Linked DNA regions of Mus musculus: regions 2, 3, 4 and 5 are each linked to region 1. A link is a contact called in public Hi-C and HiChIP or PLAC-seq data. All regions are on one chromosome and are shown on one strand. The core of a region is the stretch at or near the end of the contact, and the rest is flanking DNA. Distances in the headings are between cores, read along the strand shown. Region 1 overlaps Fbxw7 (F-box and WD-40 domain protein 7). Region 2 has its middle 17 kb from the start of 1700036G14Rik. Region 3 has its middle 16 kb from the start of Gm52637. Region 4 has its middle 3.8 kb from the start of Gm31210. Region 5 holds the start of 1700036G14Rik (RIKEN cDNA 1700036G14 gene).

Region 1 (2,700 bases), core at 108-2,607:
AGTAGAATACTAAGGGAACATTACCTATCCAGTCCATAAGAGTAAAGCAAATAGGAAAAACTGCGTAATATATTTTCTGATTAACCTACTAATAATCATCATTTTAGACACATGAAAATTTAACAGTTTTTAAATATTAGCATGCAAACTCAAAGTCTGATAATGGACCAAGTAATTTTTTTTATTTTATCTGTTTTACTTTATAGATGAAAAGAAAGTTGGACCATGGTTCTGAAGTTCGTTCCTTTTCTTTGGGAAAGAAACCATGCAAAGTCTCAGATTATACCAGGTAACGTTGAATAGAGGGGTAGGCGGGCATGTCATCTGGAAACATTTCTTTGAATTTGTTTTCGAAGAATAATAGTGCTACTGTATTCAGTGTTGTTGGTTGTTGAAATGTGTTTTAACATTACAGAAACGGGGAAGGGCATGAGGCTCAACCCAAGCAGAAGGGCTGGCACTGTCCATCTTGGACTTTCTCACTGATACTCTGATGGGAGACACATGCTGGAGTTCTTTAAACAAGATTGCAAAGTCACAATTTTAAGGACTTCTAAACAGTAAACCGCGAGGAAATGTCTCTGGTTACTATAGCAACTGCTGTTTTAGGGTAGCTACTTTCATATACCAAATCGAAGATAAATTTATTAGCAGTGAGGTAAATCTCCCGGTTACTAAAACTTACTTCATGGAATGAATGTATTAGAAATCCCCATTTATTGGCATGATGGGTTTTATGTTTTAACACATACATTTCTACACTTGTAGAATAGTTTCCATAACAACTAAATACAATTGTAGTCTTGTTTCCTTCTTCACTCCATCATTTTTGGATTTTGCGTCAGTATAAAACTTTGCCCACTCTCACGCTAATTAGACTAACTTAAGCACAATATCTCATTTCCCAGCCAATTAAACATGGTTTTGGATGTCACTTGAAATGCTGAATTTTAACATTTAAATGACAAAAGTATCTAAGAACTCTGTGGTCCCCTCCCCCACTTTTGTATAACTGTCACTTTTATTGAATAACTGGTCAGAGTGAACAGTAGAAATTCCAAGGACATTATGGTTAGGATCTTTTTTTAAAAAAAAAAATTTTGATTTAGTTATTTTTATTCTGTGAAACAGAATAAAATTAACATTGCCTAGATACAAGATTTTCTAAAACATCATTACAAATTGTCACACACCCCATACATACAGTTTGTTTTTATTTTGTTCAATTGTGGAAATATATTTAATGCTCCTGGGTAATCAAGGAATCATACTGCTTAGGATAACTTTACATACAGAAAGCTCTGGCAAGATGATGCTAAAGAGATGAAGAAAGCTTCGTTCTCTGTACAGCCCTTCTCCCCTCCCCTCTGCTGTCTGACAATTTCACTGTTGGGCGCTTGCTTCCACCAGAGGGTGTGGAGGGATAGAGAGACACCGCAAATATTCACGTCATTTTGGTTTTCCTTCTAACCTTGATGATATATTTCTCAGATGAGGAAGTTGTTTGATGTTAAACTAATTGTAAATGTAATTTTTTTAATGCACAGATTTCAGTCTGTTCACATTATTTTGGTCTTCTATTAAAGACAATACCAAAACAAAAGTATTAAATGATCAGCTGTTTTAGAATAAAACTTTTGGTACAGAACACATTCTCATAAAATTTTTGTTGCCTACTTTTTATATCAAGACAGCAACAGCCTTTTAACAAGGAATCCTACTAAAGGAGAATTAGAGTCAATACATATTTATTTCCATGTCTTTGACACAATTTTGTCAGTTAGTAACATATATGTTTGATATTCAGTAATGATTCTGACAGGTTTTTTTTTGACAGGTAATAAGATAAAACTCATTTTGTATTCTCCTGCCTCCTTAGGAGACTTTAACTATTAACACAGCCTGTTTTATTTTGGAGAAAAAGAAACTGAATTTGCTTTTGGATTTGAATGAAGGAAAGATTGATTTGCTAGTTGAATATTAGAGATTGTTGTAAATAAATATTAAAAAATTCAAAGGGTGCAGGCATAAAGATTTTTCTATAAAATAGTGATTTATGTACCGTTTTAAAAAATTAAGAGTTTCTTCATTAGCGATTTGTCAGAGGTTGAAAATCAGTTGTTATGGTACAGGTTACATGTGCTCTTTGTGTTTCTTTTTTAATTCTTTTCTTTTTGGTTTTGTTTTGTTGGGGTTTTTTTGTTGGTTTTTTTTTGTTTGTTTTGTAAACAAATTCACTGTAACCCAGCCTGACTTAGAATTCACTATGTAGCTTGCCTCAAACTTAAAATGGTCTTTCTGCCTCATCCTCAAGTGCTGTGATAACAGATGTGAGCTGTCTGCTCTTTGGATTTAAGATACTTTATTATCATAGTTCAGTGAGCTGAGGATTCTTCCACAGGTCTAGTTTTGTTGAACGTTAATACCACCTGTAAGGCAGAAATGCTCACATTACCTGGTTTGAGGTGCTTGAACCAGCTTAGAGGAGCCACCAGCGTGTCTGTGTGTGTGTGTGTCTGTGTGTGTGTGTGTGTGTGTGTGTGTGTGTGTGTGTGTGTGTGTGTGTCTGTGTGTGTGTGTCTGTGTGTGTCTGTGTGTGTGTGTGTGTGTGTGTCTGTGTGTGTGTGTGTGTGTGTGTGTGTGTGTGTGTGTGTCTGTGTGTGTGTCTGCTACAGTCTCAGGGCTGGAGCAGAAGCACTA
Region 2 (2,700 bases), core at 73-2,572, 340 kb after region 1:
AACAAACAAATGAAGCAGGCAGAGGGGATGACAGCCTGAACGTGTCAGTTGGCATCGAGGGTTAAGAGGGTCACATCTCTGAGACTGAAAGCGAGGGTGGGCGTGAACAGGAGATGTTTGTAGGTGGAGATGGGAAGCCGAGAAAGCTGGACCTGGTGGCCTTGAAGTTAGAGTCAGGCACATCTGCTCAGGGGGGAGAGGTGGAAAGCAAGTCAGAGCCTTAGGGGAATGTCTGAGGATAGAAGGCTCTCTGAGGGCAGGTCAACAAGAGACAGACAGCACTAAAGACCTAGGTGAGGTCAGAGGCCATGAACCTATGGCAGCCCCGACTAAAGAACTCAGCCTTGATTATGCAGAAAGTACCAACGAAAATCTGACACCTGTGTACCTCATTGGGTTTTGCTTAGTGAGTGCTAGAGGAACTGAGGGGTCTGAGAAAACCTACCGGGACATTAACTCAGGAAAGCGTATGAAGGAAGAGAAACCTGGGAGAACCAGAGAATGTGAAGGGATCTGGGGCGATGAGAACCCCAAGACAGCTGAGCTAGCCAAGTGCGGACACTGTTGTGTGGTTCCCTAGGTGTGGAGTGATATGAAGGTATCATACATGGATCATCTCAGGACTCATTTCCCTTTAGGGGAACAGCTCAGAGGAGAGAGCAATGGTGACCAGAATGGGCCTACTTGTTCTGCTTTCAGTATTCCTGAGGCTGGATTCCAAGCGACCCCCAACCTTGCCTTGAAGACGGCTATGTTACTTTGCAAACCACTTGAGAAAAAGTGCAAAGCTGCTCTAAAGAGGTTTGTAGATCATACATCAGGGACTACAGAGATGATGGTCGCTGCTGTGAGAATAAGAGAGAGGTCATTGGTTTCCCCTCATATTTATCAGAATCCTGTGACTAATGTTGGGCCTTTGTTAAGATGGGAGCTCTCCTGGTTAGCATCTTGTTCCCATGAATAATGAAGCCAGCTTTGCAGGCAGAGGCTGTGGAGAGAAAGCAGCACACAGAGGGCTCCCCAAGAGTTTACAGCTGTCCTTCCCGAGCTGGCTGAGTGGCTGATCAATGGTAAGGAAGGCCTCAGTGGTCCAGATGCATCGTCCCACGCTGAGTGCCCAGAGACCAGAGTTCTGATATGCAAAGTAAGCCTGAGACTCCTGTCAAATCAACAAACAGGATGTTGGCTGTGCAGCAAACAGGCCTGCAAGCTGTTGGCAGCCAAACGTCGGGCCATCGCCGATGCCAGGTCCAGCCACACGGTGGGCACTGCCCCAAGAGCTCGGCGGCAATCTGTATTCCACTGCACACTCTTCGCCATACTGCTGACCCTCCAGCCAGGCCGGCAAGTGAGGCCCATGCCCAGGATGCAGGCACACTGCTGTGGCACTATACACAGGCCCCTTTGTTCAGAAATACCTCATGCATAAAAGGAAGCCGCATGTCTTGGGTTTTCTTTCCAGGCCTGGAAAGAAAGGCATCTTGATGATGATGTTTACCCCCTCAACAAGGGGGTGGTCTCGGAGGGTCTACTCCCCAGCACGGGGGTAGGCCCAGAGGGTCTACTTTCCAGCACAGGGGTGGGCTCAGAGGGGCTTGCTGAAAGCTACTTGGCTGCCACGTATTTTAAAAGAAGTTTGAAGGGGCTTGGCAGGAAGTGTGGGGAAACCTCACTTGGGTATCTTAAAGGCCTGTGTGAGGCTGGCCAGAGACGCTGGCAGCTCTGCTCGTTAGACAGATTGAGAAAGTGCCATAGAGAAGGCCCTGTTGGTCCTGAGGCTTCTTTTCAGTAACAGAGAGCCTCTTGCTGTAGGTATAGAAAGAGCTGAAGAGTGGGCCAGATTCAATGTGAAGTCCAGGACCCATTGAGAAATTGTCACTTTCATCTTTGGTGGCTGTGCCAATGCCACTGGCCCTGAAATGGCCTTCCATCAGCTGAAGAACACTCATGTCCAATTTAGGGCCTTCTCTCAGACTCCAGCTGTACATCTGAAGACTGAGACACTGTATTGGGCTGGTCAACCGAAAGATGTGTCCTGAGGTTGATAATCTTCCAGGCCTCATAGCCCAAACCAATGGACTGAATCCCAACCAAATAAGAGAGTTAGTTAGTTAGTTAGTTAGTTAGTTAGTTAGTTAGTTAACTTTCTTCTAAAGTAATTAGTTCCATGTTTGTTAAGTGCAGGAAGAAATGGAACAGAAAGCTATCCTGTGCTCTGAAGGTTTGCTTCATGACCAAACAAGCATGCTGTTTGGTGCTTCGCAACTTTCCAGAGGGTTAGGGTCAGGGTCAGGGCCAGGGTTAGGGTCAGGGTCAGGGCCAGGGTCAGGGTCAGGGTCAGAGTTAAAGAGTTCTCTTGTGCTCCTGCTCTGGGGTCCTTTCCTACTCCTGGGCCAGAGAGAAGTTAGAGTCCTTGTCAGGGAGGTGGTAGGCCAAAAGGTTCATGGCAAAAAGCTGCGGGCTCTCCCACCAACTCCTGGGTCATTGCTTTCTCCTCTGTTATGAGTTGTTCCCCTAAAGAGAAATGAGTTCTGAGATGATCCAGGTATGATACCTTCACATCATTCTACACTCAGGGAACCACACAGCAGGGTCCTAGCTGAGAGATCACTAGGTTAGTCAATTGCATGAGTAAGTTGTGGTGTGTATATACTTATGTATGTAGGCGTGCTCACTCCTGCGGGCCAAAAGCCAGAGGAA
Region 3 (2,700 bases), core at 88-2,587, 410 kb after region 1:
CCCTTCTAATTCTGCCCCCTTCTGCAGGTACTTGGACTGGTCTCCCAGGAAGAACGTGGGGAGTCTTAGGATATTTGATAGACTAATCTTTAATGAACCAACAATGTATCATCAACACTGTAGAAACATACTTGTACAAAGTCCTGTCATGGAGAGCGCCATGTCACTTCAAGGACTAGGTTCTAACAAGATCTGCATAAAGAATCTCTGGTATCCATGCTTTCTGAGTGCCTGCTTCTGCACGGATCTGGGCAAGATCATAAGCCCTGCTTACATCATTGTCACCCAGGATGGAGGGTGGTTTCAATTGACAGCAGAGACTGGCAGGAGCCTGGAAAAGTACAATAATATTCGAAGTTGCCTTCAGTCTTATTTTTATTTGGGCTAATTTGCATGACTGGTGGATGCCAAATGAAGATATTTTTCCTTCTCCTTGGAATAGCTTCATTTTAAAATATCGTTCTTTTCAAAGTGCCCAAATATTACTGTGGTGAATAACGAGCAGACGGGAAGTGGGAAGGGTGGGGCAGGTTCAAATGCTTTATGCTCGGCAGAATAACTTAGCTTTTCAGATTTCTAGCCTCCCTCTGTTCTGCTCATCTGAGGGCACCATGCCCTCCATTCCGTGGAGATGCAGCCACCCAAGAGCCCCATCAAACTCCATCGACCTCCTACACGCAGCCTATTCGAAGGGCGTATGGCAGCTGCCCCTCTGCAGGATTAGCATGACTCACTCTATAAGCGAGGGAAAGCTTCCAGGCTGTGGGACTTTGCTACTTGCAACTCTGCCGGAAGCATCCATCACTCTGCAGCGAGGGAGAAAAACAACCCAATGTCTCATCGAGTCATAGACACTCTGAAAATGGAGTTGCAAGGAGGTTTGTTTTTTTATCCCTTTTGGAGCAGGCACTATCAGGAAGCCACCGACAGTTAAATGTTTGACTAATTTGAGCGCACAGCTTTTTTTTTTGTTAAGAGAAAAGAGTGTATCTGTCTGGTTTCCAGAATGGTAGGTGCCATATTGCAGAGTTCCACTGTTATTTCCCCAGCCCTAGTGAGCTGCTGTCTCTCCCTCCTCTACCCAAAGCTGCACCACCCTCCCAGGCCCTTGTAAAATGTCAGCAGTTCTTCCAGGAAGCCTCGCCCCTGTACCAGTTCATCTCACCGCTAAACAATTTAGAGATTAATAATGTAGCAACAGGAGAGAGATTAAAAAGCCATCTGGTGAGCAAGCCCAGGCACAGCTTAAAATACCTACAGCACCAGAAAGAGATGAGTGCTCAGAGAGCAAGGCTTGGGGTCAGAGCGCTCTGAACTCAGTGTCTAAACCTTGGACTTACTAGCTGTGTTCATTTGGGGTGGTCACTTAACCTTGTCCTGCGGGTCAGGGGATAATACTCATCCCTCTCTCAGAGGACTTTAGAAATGAATTTATTGTCGTTGCAAACAGGCTAATGCAAATGGCATAAGCACGTTAATCCTGCAGCAGGGATTGACCATCGTCCATCCTTGGGGAATACCACCAGCTTCGGGGCTGTTAGAGTGAGACTGACAATGTGCTGGGCAATCCCCTCACATCTGCCTATAGAGATCGGCAGATGCCAGGGTCTAGACAAAAAGCTTCACTGTCTCTGACCCTCATTGGCTCTGGGAGTCGGAGCTCACAACATTTCAAGAGTATCTTCTTTCATTCACCAAACACTTGTGCTTTATGTACCGGGGCGCTCATCTTGGAGACAAGCCTCCTTACCCTCAAGGAGTCAGAAAATAGATGACATATTAGAGGCGTAGAGAGCACGCTCCCAGTCACGTGATGGCGTTGAGAGCACGCTCCCAGTGACATAATGGCAAAGAGAGCACACCCCCCCCCCCCCCCCAGTGACGTGATGGCAGGAAGGTCCAACTGAGATGAGGGCCGAGTGAAGGCCAGAGGGAAGGAGGAAACAGGCAGTGGAGGCAAGTTGGGGCATGATGATACCTCCTCTTCTTGCAGCTCTGGGCCTCCAAAGTCAGCAGAGGGAAAGCGACACATGCTTTCCAAGGGGATCAGAGACTGGCTCCTGCCTAACCCAGGGCTGAGAAGTGGCCCCATCGGATACGGTAGCCAGGCAGGTAGTGGCAGGATCAATTAGAATTCACCAAAAGTTCTATGGAACAGGAAGCGGCACCCAGAGAGTGACACGGCGGGGTCTGAAGAAGGGCAGAGAGACCCTGGTCACTCTTTGGAGAGGGGACATTTATCCCTCGGTAGCTCTGATGATGTGCAGAAAGCCACAGATGATGGTTGTGAAGATGAAGAGTCCGCAGGGACTCTGCCTTCTCTTGGGAAGCACCCTCTCGAGCACCCGGGGGACCCAGGGCTTCTGGCAGCTCTGAAACTCAAAGGGAATCGCTCAGTTGCTGGTGCTCCGTTCTCTTCTGACTTCTCCCAGCAAGGGTGGTTCAGAGAGCAGTGTCTCGGTTCTTGTATTTATTGGGTTTATCTTTAACCCGAAGACCTGTGAACATCCTGAAGGCACGGACCAAATTCTTAGACCCAGATTGCCCACTACGGTTTCCTTAAGGGTAAGTAATACTCACCAACGGTTCCCTTTACCATGAACCATTGTCCCTGGTCCCTCTGGGCACCAACTCGTTCAGTTAGTTGTTAGTTCTGCCACTCAGTGAGGTGGAACATTTTTTTTTCCAGATGAGAAACAG
Region 4 (2,700 bases), core at 52-2,551, 380 kb after region 1:
GATCAAAAGGGGTCTGCCTTTTATTTGGATAGTGATGTAGCCTCTTGCAGGTAAAGGTGGGAGGTGAGCCAAGTGGATTCTGGGAATGTATGGTGGTTGCTATGGCAACAGATGTGTGGGTCACTGGAGCTGAACACACTTGCCTTCTTTGGCCCATGTTGGCTAGTTGTAAGCCAACTTGAGCTAGGCTGGAGACATCTAAGAAATGAGAACCTCAATTGAGAAAATGTTTGCATAAGATCAGGCCTCTAAGGCATTGCGTTTGGTGAGTGATTGTTGTGGCTTATAGAACCCCTGGGCTGGAGGTCCTGGGTCCTGTAAGAAAGTAGGCCGAGCAAGCCATGGCAACAAAGTCAATAAACAGTGCACTGCCATGGCCTCTGCATCAGCTCCTGCCTCCAAGTTCTGCCCTGCTTGAGGACCTCAACTGACTTCCTTCAGTGATGGACTATGATGTAGAAGTGTAAGCCAAATAAACACTCCCTAAGTTGCTTTTGGTCATGAGTGTTTCTTAACTAGGACAGACCATAAACTTAATAATACATATGCATTTCTGTTCTTCTTCATTTCTTTCCTCCTGGAGCTTATCTGACATTTTTGTTGTTGTTTCTTGTGGTGTGGGGGGTGGGGGGGTGGGGTGGGGGGGGGGTGCACGTGCATGTTTTGTTGGTGGTGTTTTTTGTTTTGTTTCAAATTCTAATAAAATTGTCTTTGAGCTTCCTTTCCAGCCTGTCTCTAAATTCTTTTATTAAGGAGACTGAGAATCCAAAAGGAAACTCCAATTTCTCCAATACTAGTTTCATTTCTTTTGAGATCCATGGTAAAGGGAGTGTGTGATGGAGCCAGGATGCCCATTCTATGGTGGCCAGGAAGTGAAAAGAGAGGCAAGGGAGCTGGGGATAGTGTATTTCCTTCAGGGGTATGCCCACGAGGACCCGACTTCCTTCCACTTGCTCCTGCCTCTTAACAGCTCCACAACCATCCAATAACACCAAACACTGCTTTCACCCAACCTCTATATTGGTCCTAATTTCTAGCCATTAAAGCTCCTGGCATGCACCACTCCAAGACAGAGCCCAGCCAGTTCCTGCAAAACCCAGTCAGCAGTAGAACAATGATTACCAACACTGCCGTCCCTGGGCAATCTGGTTTGGAGCTGGCCTCAGTTTAAGTGTGCAACATGTAAATTAATTACCAGTGCATCTCCCAAGTAGGTTATGCCCGGGTCACAATGTGAATGTAACTCCACCACCTCCACAACTTTACCAGCTATAGGCATAATTGTGGTGGGTGACAAGGAAGAATTTGCATATTAGCAGTCATCAGTGTACTGCTGTAGATGAACCCAAATGAGAATTCCATCCCCCTCTGGGATATTATTCCGGGCAACCAATACCAGGAGTACATTCAAAACCAGATGCCTTCATTAAGGTCACCCCTTTCCCTCATTGTAATGCAAATTGCCAGAACTAAGGCATCTAAAGATTGCCTGAGAGGTGCATAGGGGAGCATCTTAAATAAGTAACGAGTCAAAATTCAGGACATTCCTTAATTAATTGGGAGACGGAACAAAATAAAACAGGCTTCAGCCAATGGCAACTTGCTGACACTGGGTTGTCTAGGATTGCCCTCCAGTAATGTGAGAGACTCCCTCTTGCTACTTCTGTAAATTCCTTGAGGAGCTCCACCCCTACACCCTAAGCACCCTCCCACACTTTTCCTAGAGGTGTGGAGGTGGGAGGGAAGGAGAGGTGGGGACTGGAAGAGTTGCCATCTGCAAAGGTTTCTGCTAATTAGCCAAGGACAGCGGTGCTGGTTTGGAACAGTGTTGGATGCAGTGGACCATTGCACTTAATAATAACCTAACAGGTTTCAACCTAAAGATGCGTGATGGGAAGATGGCATGAATAATTCAGTGAGCTCGAGGTCCTGAACTCACATTTTCTCCCATAAAGAGGGAAGCCCAGAGCCTCAGGTACCAAGTTGCAAACCTATCAGGGCTTAGTGTCTCTTTCAGAGCTGTGTTACTAAGTGGCGTGTAGGTGTGAAAAGCCTTATTACCATGTAATTTTGTTAGAAGCAGACTTCCAAGTACCTGCTTTACTTTATATTCACATACACACACAAAAAAAGAGAGATCAAAATGTATTTTATTTCCTAACAATAGCCAATTTGGCGATAATTACTGTAAAATACGAATTTTTTTAAGTCATAGCACCCAAGTGAAGCCCTACGTTGCACCCCTTTGTACAGGAATATCTTCTTATTTATTGCCTTCCCAATAATGAACTTTGAGATAAACAACAGAAAAAGTAATTTGTTTTTTGACAATGCTGAACCTTTGAATAGAGAAAATCACACAGTTGAACACAGAGCGCAGTCCTGTGTGGTAAAGTGGTCTCCATGGCAACCAATAGATTTTTATGCTAAGTCTGGCCTTTAAAAACATTTCACGTTTACCACTGAGAAAAAGATGGCCTTGATTTAAAAATGATACAACAAGTACCTCAGATGAGCATGCTTTCTGCTCTGGGCTGCAAACTCAATTAAGAGCCATCTCCTCAGCCCAGAATCACCTCAATAGTATTTGTGTCCTCTTTGACGTACGCGGTGGCCCGAGCGAGAAAGGGAAAGGTTGGATGCTTTGTATTCTGCTGCAGGAGCTGAGGGCAGCAGTTTGTTTTTCCACTTGTTCTCCTT
Region 5 (2,700 bases), core at 92-2,591, 360 kb after region 1:
CATCTTCAAGATCAGCTACAATCTGTGTAGCATCAGTGAAGAGCGAGTTTGTGGAGAGATGCTGGGAAGGGAACAAAGTCTGGAGGCCAGACATGACCTAAGAGGAAACAGGAACTGAATGTGAATTTCTTCTCATAGTTTTATGGTAGCTATCTCTTCCCTCCCACCTCCTATTAACAGAAGGATTGTAGACAAGCAAAGACAACATTTGATGGCCAATGTATGGATTCACCTTAAGTGTCCTGAATTTGTTCTGATCTTAAAACATTCAATTATCCTCTCACTCACTCAAAAACCATGCATATTTGTCTACTTGCTTCTCATGGTAAATGGGATTAGTGAGCAAATACCTCATCCTTCTGTCCATGTTCTTGGAACCATGTACCTTGAAACTCTGCATTGTATATGTGCTAAATGGAATCCCTGTATCTGAATGGAATGGGTCACACATCCTCCTCTGATGAATGGGGTATTAGTATATCACAGGTGATGTGTTTTATAAAGCCAAGGATATGTTTTATAGAGCTTGGTATGGTATGATAGGAGGGGGGTACCTCAGTGGGCCCATGCTAAGGCATCCCTCCCCCCTGAGGTACCAGCCATCCACAAGTGTAGTATAGAATAGAGTTTATTTGGGGGCATAGGGAGGGGAGTTGAGAAGGGAGTAGAGGTAGAGGCAAAGAAAGAGAACAGAGAGGGAGAGGGAGAAGAGGGAGGGGGAGGGGGAGAGGGAGAGGGAGAGATCAGCCAGGAACATGTAGAAAGAGAGGTGGAGGGGGAACAGGAAAGAGGGAGAAGGGGGTCCGATAGAGAAAAGGGCAGATAGAGAGAGATGGAGAAGCCAAACAGTCCTTTGTAAGGGTCCATGATTTTCTAAAGAATGATAGCCCAGACTCAAATAGTATGTAAATGAAATGAGTGTTTTATTTTGCTGAAGTCCAGTGTTCTGGGGTCTCCCATGACCAAGCTAGAGAAACACCCAAATGCACTTGCAGGCCTGATTTAAAGCACATTAGGGAATTCTGGGGTAGGTGACCTCTATGTTAATCTGTTGTGTCCATCTCTCCAGACATTCCATTTCTGTAGTGTGGGGGCTAGAAACTTGCTGGAGAGGTCTGGAGACTGTTGCTGAGGAAGTCTGGAAACTGCTGCTGACCCATTGTCCTTGCCTCAGGGCAGGTGACAGGGCAGCTTCTGAGGCCTGGACTTGCCTGAAATTGCCCAGTTCTTAGAAACAGACATTTAGGCCTAGTCTCCTGAACTGCCAATTTGAAGCCTGTCATGGAGTCAGCCTAGCCTTCTCACCCTTTTATAACAAGCCAGGACTACCTGACTGTTGCTAGGTAACTGTTGGGCGGAGCGTAGAAGGAATACCAACAACAGGTAAGCTGTCTTGTTTCCTCTGCCTTTCTGATACCACCATGAAAAGGATGGGCTCCAACTAGCCCTTAGTCCTAAGAAAAGCATGAGAAACCCATGAAGCAGGGCTTTCCCAGCTCCGTCGCCCAGCTGAAGAATAGGTGTCTGAACAGGCCTGAGCCAGCCTGAACCAGCCTGAGCTGGCCTGAACCAGCCCAGCAGCCAAGCTCCATCCACATCAGACCTAGGAAAGACAAACATTGGTGGTGGCTAGCTACCAGCGCTTTGCAGTTCCCATTTTGCTGCAGTTTGATAGTCATGACTGGTATAGACACCTTCAGTCTTCCAGGCACTTGATAGGATGCCAGAGAAGGCAGGAGGCTTTACCAGGCTCGCTTTCCATTAGAGCCCATTACAATTTACATACACACCTTGCCCACTTAGTCTTTTGTGTGGCCAGTTTTGAGATGAGGAGTCTGAGACATAAGAAGGCTAGCCAGCCCATATCTCGAGCTGGAACTCAAACCTGGGTCTTCTAACTCCAAGTGCTAGGTTTTCCCACCACCTCATAGGAACCTGCACCTGCTTTAGAAGTCAGCATCTCTGGCTGGAGTTGCAGATGGCTCTAAATCCGGTGGTGGGTATTTGAAAAGTGACCCAAAGGGTGCTGTTCTGTGAACTAGAGGACAAGGAGAAATAATTGTCGTTTTTTACCGCCCCAAAATGGTTCCCCCTTTGCAATCAAACCAATCTCTGTTTACAAGTATTTAGCATGGTTCTAGAAATTGCATTTTGAAATTATGCGAACAGAGAGAGAAAAGACAGCCCACACAGTGAGTGATTTCTCGTGGGTAATTGGCTGCTGGTTCTGGCTCCAATGATGCCGTCTTTTTAGAGTATAATTAGTGATTTCAAAGGAAACTGTTAGAGATGGCTGAAATCTCCAAAGAAAGGCTTTTGTAGCTCCTCCTATCAGGGCGCTTCTAAAATGCGTGCTGACAAAACACTTTTTGTTCTTTTCTAATGACCTTTCAAGCTACTTTCTAAAATCCTGGTTTCTAAGACTCAGAGAGATTGATCCTCTCCTTTATGCTCAAGGTCACTTCATGATCAAGATGGCTGCTTCAGACTGAGCCTTTACAACTGCGTTTAAACTTCAGGGGGAAGGAAGGGCTGGCTCCTCCCAGCTGAGTCAGTTATTTTTAGGGAAGACATACATGTCCAAAGTTCCATCACACAGCTCTTACTTACAACCCATTGACTGCAATGGCGACACCCAGGCATATCTGGCTGTGAGAGAGGCTGGGTCAATGGAGCTGAAAATTAGGGTTCTTTTGCTAA

The links. Hi-C and Micro-C count contacts between places; a contact is called where the count stands out from the background. HiChIP or PLAC-seq counts read pairs in DNA pulled down with a chosen protein or histone mark.
Region 2: a contact with region 1 is called in an H3K4me3 HiChIP or PLAC-seq map of forebrain, with 3 times the contacts expected there. The contact joins two enhancer-like sites. A contact is called at or near these places in 3 of 484 Hi-C or Micro-C datasets (cerebellar granule neurons, cerebellum and cerebral cortex), 5 of 115 datasets of contacts at active chromatin or transcription factors (SST interneurons, astrocytes, embryonic stem cells and 2 more) and 1 of 9 other capture datasets (embryonic stem cells).
Region 3: a Hi-C map of cortical neurons shows a contact between it and region 1, with 2.9 times the contacts expected there. The contact joins two enhancer-like sites. A contact is called at or near these places in 1 of 39 promoter capture datasets (hippocampal neurons), 12 of 484 Hi-C or Micro-C datasets (brain, cerebral cortex, cortical neurons and 5 more), 7 of 115 datasets of contacts at active chromatin or transcription factors (PVALB interneurons, VIP interneurons, astrocytes and 4 more) and 1 of 9 other capture datasets (embryonic stem cells).
Region 4: a contact with region 1 is called in an H3K4me3 HiChIP or PLAC-seq map of forebrain, with 10 times the contacts expected there. The contact joins two enhancer-like sites. A contact is called at or near these places in 2 of 484 Hi-C or Micro-C datasets (cerebral cortex and forebrain) and 6 of 115 datasets of contacts at active chromatin or transcription factors (VIP interneurons, cardiomyocytes, embryonic forebrain and 2 more).
Region 5: a contact with region 1 is called in a Hi-C map of cortical neurons, with 2.5 times the contacts expected there. The contact joins the promoter of 1700036G14Rik here to the enhancer-like site in region 1. A contact is called at or near these places in 5 of 484 Hi-C or Micro-C datasets (cerebral cortex, cortical neurons and forebrain), 5 of 115 datasets of contacts at active chromatin or transcription factors (SST interneurons, VIP interneurons, cardiomyocytes and 2 more) and 1 of 9 other capture datasets (embryonic stem cells).

What each region holds. Positions count from the first base shown.
Region 1 is chr3:84,954,669-84,957,368 of GRCm38.p6, forward strand. Fbxw7 (F-box and WD-40 domain protein 7) reads left to right here. Exons shown (of 14, transcript NM_001177773.1): 5 at 207-289. Among named protein-coding and RNA genes, the nearest start is that of Gm30944, 67 kb to the right of the region's middle. Within about 2 kb of position 1,358, at least 6 of the 459 cell types and tissues checked have an H3K27ac peak or open chromatin away from gene starts, as enhancers often do. A contact at or near this core is called in cortical neurons and forebrain, where this site is marked.
Region 2 is chr3:85,298,774-85,301,473 of GRCm38.p6, forward strand. No RefSeq gene overlaps it. Among named protein-coding and RNA genes, the nearest start is that of 1700036G14Rik, 17 kb to the right of the region's middle. Within about 2 kb of position 1,323, at least 41 of the 459 cell types and tissues checked have an H3K27ac peak or open chromatin away from gene starts, as enhancers often do. A contact at or near this core is called in forebrain, where this site is marked.
Region 3 is chr3:85,368,249-85,370,948 of GRCm38.p6, forward strand. No RefSeq gene overlaps it. Among named protein-coding and RNA genes, the nearest start is that of Gm52637, 16 kb to the right of the region's middle. Within about 2 kb of position 1,338, at least 59 of the 459 cell types and tissues checked have an H3K27ac peak or open chromatin away from gene starts, as enhancers often do. A contact at or near this core is called in cortical neurons and forebrain, where this site is marked.
Region 4 is chr3:85,336,945-85,339,644 of GRCm38.p6, forward strand. No RefSeq gene overlaps it. Among named protein-coding and RNA genes, the nearest start is that of Gm31210, 3.8 kb to the right of the region's middle. Within about 2 kb of position 1,302, at least 9 of the 459 cell types and tissues checked have an H3K27ac peak or open chromatin away from gene starts, as enhancers often do. A contact at or near this core is called in forebrain, where this site is marked.
Region 5 is chr3:85,316,178-85,318,877 of GRCm38.p6, forward strand. It overlaps 1700036G14Rik (RIKEN cDNA 1700036G14 gene), which reads left to right and starts at 1,342. Exons shown (of 3, transcript NR_040542.1): 1 at 1,342-1,383.